3 separate regions of the Zea mays genome follow, and all the other regions are linked to region 3. A link is a contact called in public Hi-C data. All regions are on one chromosome and are shown on one strand. The core of a region is the stretch at or near the end of the contact, and the rest is flanking DNA. Distances in the headings are between cores, read along the strand shown. Region 1 holds the start of LOC100501067 (EPIDERMAL PATTERNING FACTOR-like protein 3). Region 2 holds the start of LOC107325937 (Dof zinc finger protein DOF1.6). Region 3 holds the start of LOC100217142.

What was found. Hi-C and Micro-C count contacts between places; a contact is called where the count stands out from the background.
Region 1: a contact with region 3 is called in a Hi-C map of leaf, with 4 times the contacts expected there. The contact joins the promoter of LOC100501067 here to the promoter of LOC100217142 in region 3. A contact is called at or near these places in 4 of 25 Hi-C or Micro-C datasets (leaf, leaf mesophyll and an unstated tissue) and 1 of 3 datasets of contacts at active chromatin or transcription factors (seedling).
Region 2: a contact with region 3 is called in a Hi-C map of leaf, with 3 times the contacts expected there. The contact joins the promoter of LOC107325937 here to the promoter of LOC100217142 in region 3. A contact is called at or near these places in 15 of 25 Hi-C or Micro-C datasets (bundle sheath, ear, endosperm and 5 more) and 2 of 3 datasets of contacts at active chromatin or transcription factors (leaf and seedling).

What each region holds. Positions count from the first base shown.
Region 1 is chr3:5,928,134-5,932,063 of Zm-B73-REFERENCE-NAM-5.0, reverse strand. It overlaps LOC100501067 (EPIDERMAL PATTERNING FACTOR-like protein 3), which reads right to left and starts at 1,668. Exons shown (of 3, transcript NM_001195898.1): 1 at 1,470-1,668; 2 at 1,329-1,378; 3 at 722-1,188. The coding sequence starts at 1,545. The coding sequence ends at 967. LOC100285744 reads right to left here. Exons shown (of 4, transcript NM_001158635.2): 4 at 3,013-3,858. The coding sequence ends at 3,608.
Region 2 is chr3:6,256,196-6,259,638 of Zm-B73-REFERENCE-NAM-5.0, reverse strand. It overlaps LOC107325937 (Dof zinc finger protein DOF1.6), which reads left to right and starts at 1,469. Exons shown (of 1, transcript NM_001320908.1): 1 at 1,469-2,714. The coding sequence starts at 1,646. The coding sequence ends at 2,341.
Region 3 is chr3:6,068,476-6,072,167 of Zm-B73-REFERENCE-NAM-5.0, reverse strand. LOC100217142 reads left to right here and starts at 2,272. Exons shown (of 16, transcript NM_001359646.1): 1 at 2,272-2,497; 2 at 3,046-3,186; 3 at 3,335-3,430; 4 at 3,532-3,594. The coding sequence starts at 3,079.

The sequences.
Region 1 (3,930 bases), core at 419-2,918, 140 kb after region 3:
AGGACTTGAAAATTTCAAATTGTCACCTCGTGCTACTTCACAAGAGTTCTGCTGCTGGCGTCGAAGGGCAAGCTGCTGAGGAAAATCTATAAAATAGCACTGGTTTGAGACTGCGGCGTTCAGAAAATAGCATATGTTCAGAAATGATAGAGCCAATTTGGTCTAAGTAAACTTGTGAGGCAAGAAATAAAAAGAATGAAAAATATTGATATAGTGATGTTTTCTGAATTCATTTTGGTGAAACTGGTGTTGTTCTTTGATTTGTTTGAAAACGCGTGCTATTTTCTGAATACAGTCTTGACTCTCGAATGAATTAGTGTTGTTTCGTGGATTCCCTCCAAGATGCCGTTATAGGAAAAGGTCTTTTTTTTTTACAAACAATAGCTGTTTTGCTTTGCACTGGAATGCCTGCAAAGATGTTGGAATGGATACATAAAACATAAAAAGAATAGAATCGGAATCAGTGGACACGGTCGGTGGGATATTCACGGTGCTCCGGTTTACATGAAAGGAGCAACAGTAAGAATGCCACCACATCTGCTGTTCTGAGTTCTGATGGGGGTTCTCAGCTGCACAAAGATCGTCAGCGGCAAAGCTAACACAGTATCGAACAACAAAACAACGCCGGGGAATCGTGAAAACTGCTTCGCCAGTGTAGAAGCTGAAGCATATGACTGGCTAACCAACAACACCGTCTCTTAAAATCTAAGCAAAATTCATTGTCACAAACCCACAATCGTGTTGCAGATAGACATGCGGTGGGAGTAGTATGCAGGCTACGTCTACGTACACAAGTGTGGCGTAGCACAAGTCTAATGCAGACGCAAACAAGCCCACATGCTCGCTACCATCCAGCAGGCAGCAGCGTCACCAGCGTGTGCATGCGACGATTACAATTCAGCAGGGCCACGGACTGGTCGAAGCTGGAGCTGGCAGCCGTACGTAGCGGGCAGTTAGCTAGCCACGTCAAGGGTCGAAGACGGCGGCGCCGCACCTGCACTTCCACCCGACGGGCTCGTAGTTGGCGCAGCGCGGGCGGAGGCGGCGCTCCGCCGCGGCGCCGGCGCCGGCGCGCACCTGCACGGCCTTGCACGGCGCGCACGCGCCGCACTTGCGGTCGCAGCACGGCGGCCTGGAGCCCAGCCTGCTAAGCTGCTGCCGCTGCTCTGCGTGCTCGCCGCCATCGATCTGTCAGAAACACACACGGTCGCCAGCATCATCAGCGCGTGTCGTTGTTCTTGTTCCCAGCGCACGCACAGGTGCGTACTACTGCATCAGCAGCAGAGAAGCGCGAGGGCGAGAGGGAGTCGTCGTCGTTACCGCCTTACCGGTGGTGAGCGCGGGTCCGCTCCGACATGCGCCGGCTGCTGGTGGCCGCCTGCATAGCAGGTTGGCAACACTGCTTCTTTCATCAGGTGCAGAGACACAAGGGAAGCGTTTAAGGCGAAACGGAGGGCGCCTCAGCTCACCGTGGGTCATGGAGACGAGAAGAGGCAGGGCGAAGAAGACGACGACGAGCACGGACCGGGCTGCACCCGCGCTCATCGCGCAACGACGGCAGCAAGCAAATGGCTGCCAGCGCCCCACGGCAGAGGTCGGTCACTCACGGTCGTCACGGGGACTCTCTTCTTCTCCTCCGCTGGCCAGAGCTGAGCGAGCAGAGAGGCCAGAGGCAGAGAGTTTCCTGGGCTCACTCTCTCCATCTTTGTACCTGGACGACTGGACAAGGTTCTCTCCTGTGGGCTGTGGCGAAGGTGCCAAGCAGATGCGTGCCATGCTCGCTCGGCACGCAGTCGTCGTCGGGTCAGGTTGCAGTTGCAGCGACGCGAATGCAGCCGCGTGACCACGTCGTTGCTGTCTCCGCGCGACGCAGCAGCAGGGCAACTTGAACTGGCACTCACGGCCTCACAGGCAGCGCTGTGGTAGTGGCACTGGCAGTAGCATCAACAGGCTAGGCGGTAGGGCGGGAGCGGATTTAGGAAATGGCGCAGGCCTTTACCAGGCTGCAGCGTAAAAGTTGCATGGAGTGCTCTCGTCTCGATCGCATCAACGGCACGGGCCAACCTTTCGTGAGCTCATCAGGAGCTGCAATGGCTAATGCCAACGCACTGTTCCCGTCCCAAGACCCTCATCCTCTTCCACAACACGGTCCTCTCACTCGACGCACTCGCTGCGTCCTGCGTACCACACCATGCTCGCCGCCGCCCGCTAGCCTCGACCGTGTCCCCTTCCCCCATCGTCGTCAAGGGTTGCCGCGCGGCGGCGCGGCTTGGCGAGGGCTGCGGTGCGCACACGGCCGTGATCAAGCTTGGCCTCGGCACCGACGTGTACACCGCCAGCTTGATCATCATCGTGCTCTACGCCAGTGGCGGAGGCAGGCTAAAAGCCTAAAAGCGAAGCCTGATGAACACCACTGTGATTGCAGATAACAGCCCATCAGCATCTACTAACTCACCGTCGTAGGATTCGTCTCCGTCGAAGGGTAAGAACTGGAGTTCAATTGCAATCGTGCTCGAACGATGAAGGTTGCTGATTTGATTGAGCTGACGATGACATGGACTACTCTCTCGTTTCTCTTCAACTGTGTGCGTGCGTACAGAGTCTCTTCTAGAGAGTACGTCCGTGCACACGGTGAGCAACTCGTACGTGTACTGCGGACGAGGTGTACTATCGGCACGTTGTGACTATGTAGAACACGTGCTGGCACGCCGTCACGTATATGAAGCTACTGGCGGCGGCAGGTGATGTGAACACAGTGTTTCACCATAGGCAGATGTGAAGTTTCATTGAAGATAGGCAGTGTGGCAAATATTGGACCCAAATAGCCTAATACCATATTTAGGACCTGAATCATTGAGTCCTACACCAATTTGATGAAATTTGATAAAATAGGTCTTCCGCTGGAAGCTATTTTTAATCAGCCCTATATTTCAAGATAGAACCTCGTTTAAGGTTCTTATTGAAGATGCTCTAGCGCACTTTCACTGTTTATGACCAGGATGACACAGCAGTGCAAGTTTAAGGATGTGAATTTTCCTTCTTCTTTTTTCTTCCTATAATCCGGCGCACCGAATCGCTACTTCCGGTAGTAATTACAGGTGTCAAAATTACAGTCTCAGTCATTAGCTATTAGCGTAGTAGAAAAGTGAAATTAAGGTGTGCCATCCATTCATACACCAACGGCTGACAAACACTTCCCCTTGGCTCTTGGTAGATAGTGCAGCACTACATGTTTGCATTTCTTCAGGGTTTGCGACACTGAACCTGACACTATCCAGCACACCACAATTCCACAAGCCATGCCAGACCCTTTTCGAGTGAAGTGAAGAGGGATCCTAGTTAGCTGCTCAAAACGCCATTACAATCAAGAGCAGCCAGCTACCTGCTCGACACACACGCCCGCCAGAATGCACTATGTTTCGCTACTGCCATTACAACCTCCAGTACCGATCTACACCTACTCGTATATTATATAGTTAGTTAGTATACGTGTTCTGCATTAATGCTATACGCCAGCAAAAGTGAGCATGATTACGGTCTCTATGTGGCCACCGCATCGGCTACCAAAATGGCGGGACGGAAACAGAACCCATGCATGTTTTCCCTTTCACCTCCGAGGCCGGACGGCCCCGATCGACGTCGTCGTCGTCGACGAGGAGGAAGGTGACCGCGCCGCGGACCTGTCGTTCTCCTCCTTGTCCTCGCTGAATGCCTTCTGGACCAGGTCTTGCAGGTCATGGAACCTCCTCTTCTTCTCCGCGGATGTGTCTCGCCCGAGGGAAGCCATCTCGGCTTCGTCGTCCATGATCGTGTCAAGTACCTTCGAACACCGCGGGAAGAAACGCTTCCCGACTTCCACTGGTACACCGAATTCAGCTTGCCATTAGTCCAGGTTTTCAATCAGTCAAAGAAACAAAAATAAAAAAAAAG
Region 2 (3,443 bases), core at 220-2,719, 190 kb before region 3:
GACCCATGGAGCCGGGTACGAGGCCAGACGCCGGGTCGGCCCATTCCCATCTCAAGACCCGTGGCCGTGGATGGAGCGGCGACATGACGGGCGTGATGCGGACGGACCGGCAACCCATCCCTACCGGCTCTGAGGTGATCGGGCATCCGCTTATCTGCCACGACCACTCGACCAAGGAGCAGCAAAAGCAAGGACGGCAGCGCGTGTCGTTCGTCCACGCCGCTGCCTGTGCCTGACGAAGCAAATGGCCGGAGCCCCGACCCGATGCAACGAACGGTCTGGTCGACGACTGGACCTGCGCGGTAGGAGTAGGATGGGATAGGCTAGGGGAGCTGTCGTAGCTGCTGTAGCTCATGCAAGGCTAGGCAGGGTTCGCTCTCACAAAGTCACAACACTTGCGAGAGGAGATGGGCTGCCTGCCACTGATGATCAGGTAAGGTTCGCCGTCGTCGCTCCGTTCAAGAAAACAGGCACTTGGACTTGGTGTGGCATTGCACGCAACTCTCCCGGCCCATGACCATTCTGTTCTAGGATGTCCAGTCCAGTCGAGAAGAAATAGGCACAAGTTCTGCCGCAGAACAGGAACAGCAACTCCCCGTTGCGAAACAGATGTGTACTACTCCCTGCATATCAAGATCACATCGGCTGCGAACTTGAGCAGCCAAAGAACCCTAATCTTATTTTTGTCCTATTCTCATGTGAGCTAGGAGGAGCACGCATGCAAGATGCCTGCTGGCCGTTTGCTGAGTGACAGACAGAGAGAGAGAGGGAGAACCGGAGAAGGGACAGGGAATCAAACACAAACAAACAGCAGTCCGGTGGTCGTCCTCTCTGATCTGATGAAGCCTGGCCTGAACAGCTAGCGGCCAGGCCGTGCGTCGCCGTCCTGCTCCTGCAGTTGCAGGCCAGAGGCCCAGAGCCCCCACCCGCAGCAACCGCGAATCGCTCTGCAGATGCCACACCCACACCGCACTGCTCCTCTCTCTTTGACCGGCGAGGAGGTGGACGAGTATTCACAAGAGACAAGAAGACAACGAACGCATCGAAGCGGCGGAGCGGCCAGCGGAAATGCGCAACACCGCACCTCTCGCGCTACTGCACTGATCCACCACGCCACGCACTGGCTCTGGCTGCCACAGGGGCACAGTGCCAGTGGTGGCCACCGGCAGCAACGGCGAGGAGCAACCCCCGTGAGGAGACAAAGCTGCGGCCTTTGCCCCTGCCGCCGCCTTGTCCGTTTCCCCGGAATAGAAGTATCAAACCCCTGTTCAAACCCTCCCTCCCCTGCCAGACTGCCACCTGCCATGCCACCAGGGTCAGGGTGCGGGGTTGCCCCCTCCTCTGCCTCTCTTCCTGCGAGCGAGAGCCGACAGCCGAGAGCGTTCCTTCTCGGCCCCGCAAGACGGCAAGACCGCTACCTACTGCTACAGTGCTGCTCCATCACACACACACACACACCCGTCTCCGCCTCTTGTCTTCTTCCTCACCCTTCCTCCCGCCTCCCCTACAAATTGCCTCGCCTGTCCGTCCATCCCTGTCGCCAGCCCACTCCTTGCACAGTTGCACTTGCCACCGTATCGACCAACAACTGGTACGTACGAGCGACCTTGGCTAGCAACAACCGGGAGAGGAGAGGAGAGGAGGGATGGTTCGCTCTTCCGCTGCCACGGAGGTGGGCCAGGTGCCGGACGGGAGGCCGCTGCCGGCTCCCGTGGCCACCGGCGGCGGCGGCGGCGGTACCGGCACGGGAGGCGGGCGGGAGCCGGAGGGCCTGCCGTGCCCGCGCTGCGAGTCCGCCAACACCAAGTTCTGCTACTACAACAACTACAACCTGTCCCAGCCGCGCTACTTCTGCCGGGCCTGCCGCCGCTACTGGACGCGCGGGGGAGCGCTCCGCAACGTCCCCGTCGGCGGCGGCACGCGCAAGGCCACGCCCGCCGGCCGCCGCAAGCGCGCCGGCCCGGCGCCCGCAACCGCGGCGCCGCCTGCGCCTCCGCCTCCGAGCGCGCTCCACGGCTCGCTGCTGCGCCCGTACGGTGGGCTGTCCTTCGCCGCGCCGGCCCTGGCGTCGCCGCTCGCCGCCGTGGACCCGGACCGCCGGCTGCTGGACCTCGGCGGCAGCTTCACGTCGCTGATCGCGCCAGGGGCCGACGTCGGCGTCCACTTCTCCGCCGAGTTCCTCGTGGGCGGACTCGCGCCGGCGGCCCTGCCTCGCGCGACCGCCTCTGTCCCTGCTCTGCCGCCACCGCCACCGCAGCAGCATCAGCAGCCGACGACGGTGTCCCAGGCGTTGCCGGAAGGCCTGTTCTGGAGCATGGGGTGGCCGGACCTGTCCATCTAAGAGCTCCATGCCTCCGCCGGTGTCCCAGGCGCGCTCGGTGCATCGTCCGTCACCGGTGCCCGGCTAATGACTGCTGCGTGCGGGTGCATCATCGCTAATCTAGCTTTTTCTCTTTCTCTCTTTTAGCTGTTTGAATTAACAGTAGACTGTAGTGCTGCATCCAGGTGATCTTTTTGAGGGGGGCAAGTTGTTTAGTCATCATGAAACTTTTCCAGTCAGGAAGGAACTGTGAGAGAGTGATCTGATCTGCTGAGGATGTCATGAAAAACTCTGCATGCTCGGTTGCCTTGCCTGCATGAGGACCTGTGCTGCAGTGCGTGAGCAATTGAGCTTGACCAACCGATACCATCAGCAGATTGTTTTTTGGGGGGTCGAAAACGTTGAGCTGATTGGTGCTGTGCTGTTTTCTGTGATTTTCCTTTCGCGTGATCTTCTTCGGTGCCGTTTGTCTTTTCTTGTCTTGGTGTGTCGATGCTGGATTCGTTTTTATTCTAACCTAACAAGATCAAAATCTAGCTGATGATACTCGGTACGTGCATCCGGAACCTGCGCCGGTAAAGCCGTCTCCTTTTGTTGTGTTGCACCTGTTTGTTCAGAACATTCTGTTTTTTTGAACAGGAGGTATAACCTGATCCTGACACTTTGGGATTCACATATCGGGAGACTGGCTCGAATTTTGTTTTTCTAGAGTATCTTCATAGCTTACTTATGCTTGTCTATCGTTTCAAACGCCATTTTGTAATGAACTTAGTAATTAGAATTAGACGGGGCTGAGTTGGTTTAAATCCTAAATAAGTTATATTTAACATTTTTCCAATCTCATTCAATCCATATGATAGAAATAACCAAAAAAGACCTTAATATGTTGGATTCATGTGGGCTTGGCCCAAATTAATATTCAATAATATTTAATGCTAATGACCCATTTTAATGTTATGGTGTACTAATAATTTAGTACCATACTCGAAGTAAGAACAAATCAATCAACTTAAATACATGGACCATCGGTGATATTAAGAAGTTGAGAAAAGTACGAAGGACGGTGATATTAAGAAGTTGAGAAAAGTATGAAGGACATTAAGAAGGTGAGAAAAGTATGAAG
Region 3 (3,692 bases), core at 1,023-3,522:
CCATTTTAATAATTATAATTTAGGTAAAACTAATTAAGTTAATATATTTATATATGTAATATATTTGTATATTATCCTAAATTATATGACATAGATATTTATATACTACATTTATGTTATAGCGAAGCAAGTATAAGAGCGTGCTATAATTTGTACATCGGAAAACAACATGTAAATCTATAGAATCAATTTTCATCTCTCATCCCATGAATTTGAGATAGACTTATATGATAACTTTGGGAAGTGGTGGAATGTCATGTTCTAAAAAAATAGCATATTCTATTAGTAAGATTTCAATTCCTCAAAAATAAAAGGAAACAAACGGGACCTTAGAAAAATCTTCTAGTGACGTCTTTGTAGTATTGTGCATGAACTCTATGAGAAAGATACAAACGAAACCATATTTTATGGTTATAGCTTCCGAGTAAAAATACCATTAGCTCATGAAGTATTTTCGTAAGGAGCTATTTTCATGAGCACTTTGCTATTATAGATAAAATCTTAAAGTTATTTTAAGCCATCATTGGTTTTTGTAACAGCAAGTCCACCTTATCAGTAGATTTTAGATCTCATCGTTTCGGTTCAGGTAGCGAGAAATATAGAAGATATGTATATTCCAAATTGCCGGAATATAGCATGTTTTTTTGTTTTTATATCCTAAGCAAAATCTGACGTTGTCAAGCCACATAAAATTTTGTTAACATGTATAGTATCAAATGAATTCCTACAAGACTCATGTTGTAGTTATTTTGATGAAACTAACTTTACCCTAAAAATTAACGAGGACCAATATTTGATTCTACTACGGAATTACGGATGCCTCCAGAAGACGTTTTGGAAGTTTATCGGTGAAAAATATGACCGATCAATGTTGGTTTGGGGATCTCTAGATTAAAGATGGCAACCGGGTAGAAACCCATTGGATATCTCTTGCCTAAACCTATACCCCACAAAGAAAAACACGCCCACTAAAAAATTCATATCCATGATAGGTATGAATTTTTGCCTAAACCCATACCCATACAAGTTTTAGGTACCTAATAAGTTTCCATACCCACTAACATCAGCATGAAAATACTTGATCTTGTAAATGACAAACAATATACCAACAAATAATGATAAAAAGAAACAAGTGATCAAAATATACTTTGAACTTTTATTACAAGTGGAACAAATTGAATTAATAACATTACGAATTACATTTGTAAGTTATGTAGGTTTTAAGACGGGTAGTGCAAAAACACGTATCTATCAGATTTTTACGAATCCAATAACAAATTCATGGGTAAGAATTTAATCTAAATCATGCCCTAATATAGAAAACCCTATCAGGTTTCGATTGGCGAGTACCCACTACTATCTCTACTCTACATCAATTTTGTCGATCCAGTCCAGATCTATTTTAACATTAACATATGTAAAAAGTTTGCTAAGTGATCCATGACAGTACATCTTTCTTACCTCGTCCCTCTATTTTTTTCATTTAAATAACCATTATAAATAAACAAACATTTTTTTTATATTTCTTCATCCTCAAATAACTTCTCTATAGCTTGAACGATACTTTCAAAAGTTAGTTCCGCTCTCTATATGACGAGTGAGAAATAATCTTCAAATGAGTTTTTGCACAAAAAAATATTTATTCATATAAAACGCAAGGACTAGTTTGGTAGGGCACCGTCTCCTCCTAAAAATGATAAACTTTATATAGTCATTTGGAACGGATGCACAACAAGAGCCGCAAGAAATATAGAGTACCCCTATTCCAAATGGCCAAAATATTCCCTTTTTATTTTTATATCATAAGTAAATTTTGATTCTGTCAAACCTCATAAAAATATGTTAGCATTGATAGTGTCAATTAAATTTTTACGAGACTTATGCTATAGTAAATTTAATGATACTAACTTTATCCTAAAATTTAAGGAAGACTATCGTTTCGTTTGCTTCTGCTAAAAAAAAGCTCACAAACGAACAGTTCAAAGGTAGCGATCGCCAGACTTCGCCACGTGCTTTTTCGACTGCCACAGACCCATCCACCGGCGGCCCAAGACCCACACACAGCCCAAGGCCCAAGCTGCGCCGCGTCCCTCTCCCGAATTACTACTTCCCCCGACCCTAATTTTCAAACGCCCGAACTTGCGTGTGGCCCACCTGTCAGCGCCCCACCCACCTTCGCAAGCCTGCTCCAACCCGTCCCCTCCTGTCTTCCTCTTCCCTTTTCTTTCTCTTATATCCCTCGCCCGCCAAGCCGCGGCCGCAGTAGTGCAGCAGAAACGCAAACCGGCCACCCCGCCCGCACTCGCCGCCCCATCTCTTCCGCTCCCGTCCTCTCCGATCCATCCACGACGCGGGAACCAGCCTCCGAACAGCAGCTTCCCGCCGCCGGCCCCCAAGCCTCTGCGGGCGTGGTTGCGTCTCCGCGGTGGCGCCACCGGAGCGGCTCTTGCGTCCGAGAGGCGCCCTCGTGCGCGCGATTTTGGCCAGATCCGACCAGGTGAGCTCCGGTGCGAGTCTTAGCTCTGGAATTCCGCGGGGTGGGTGATCTCCGTCGATGTGGTTTCGGTGGTCTGCTTGTGGTTTTCTGCGCTGGTGTTGTGGAATCGAGTCAAGCGCGGCTGCTGGCGGCACGGAAGAAGCCTCTTCGCTGCTCGCGAGGCCGCACTGGCCTGGATCGCAGCTGCCCGCGAAGGCCTTTTCCGTGCGCCAGCATGGTGGTGCCCGTTTCGATCTCCTCCTCCTCTCCTCCTTTCTCCTCCTGCCGAACCCCGAAGCCGCCGCGACGCTCGTCCCTCTAGCAGCGGGTTTACCGCCGCTCTTCGCGCCTCCGTGGCACAAAAACGCTGCACGTCCACTATCTTTAAAATACTTCGATCCTTTTCACTGCATCTTAGATTGGACTAAAGTAAGCATGCGAAACTTTTCGAAGGCTGCCGGGAATTTCAGAACTTGTGAATGACATTCTTGTTTTATCTATATATATTTTGTCGCCCAGTGTTTCTTTGACTTCGGCCTTAACGTTCTTTCATTCTTTTTTGCTTGCAGCAATATTTGTCGATTCTGAACAAGCACCGTTTGATGGGCCCGGCAAAGGGTTCTCGAACAATTAACAAGACCATAGTAAAAGGATATGAAGATCAACAGCAGCATGATGACCCATCTAGTTCAAGCAAAGCTAAACAGAAAGTATGCATATTTATTTCTATTGGAAGCTCTATGAAAAATTATGGTTGATGGTCTGTAGATAGCTACCAGTAATTATGACATCATATCATCTAAATTGACATTCTAGTATTCAGTTCTCTCATTCATCAAGCTATTTTTTATTTTGCAGAAGAGGAAAATTTCAGATTTAGATCCCAAATGGAGCAAGGATGAACTTACACGCTTTTATGAAGCCTACCGTCAACATGGGAAGGATTGGAAAAAGGTTCTAACTGTTTGTTTCCCTTTGTTCTTTTCCATGATTTGTAAATATCAGTCAAGGTGTCATGGCTGTGTGAACTTTGACCGGTGAATTTGCTTATGCAGATCAGCATAGCGATAGGCGGTAAGTCGTCGGACATGGTGCGGTCTCTTTACAGTGCACATCGGGTGAGTCTGAACTTTGTAGCTCTTTCCGAAGTGCACCATCTCTGCATCCACTGTTTAATGGGCTTGTCACACTTAAGACAGTGTTTTTTGTTGCTCAT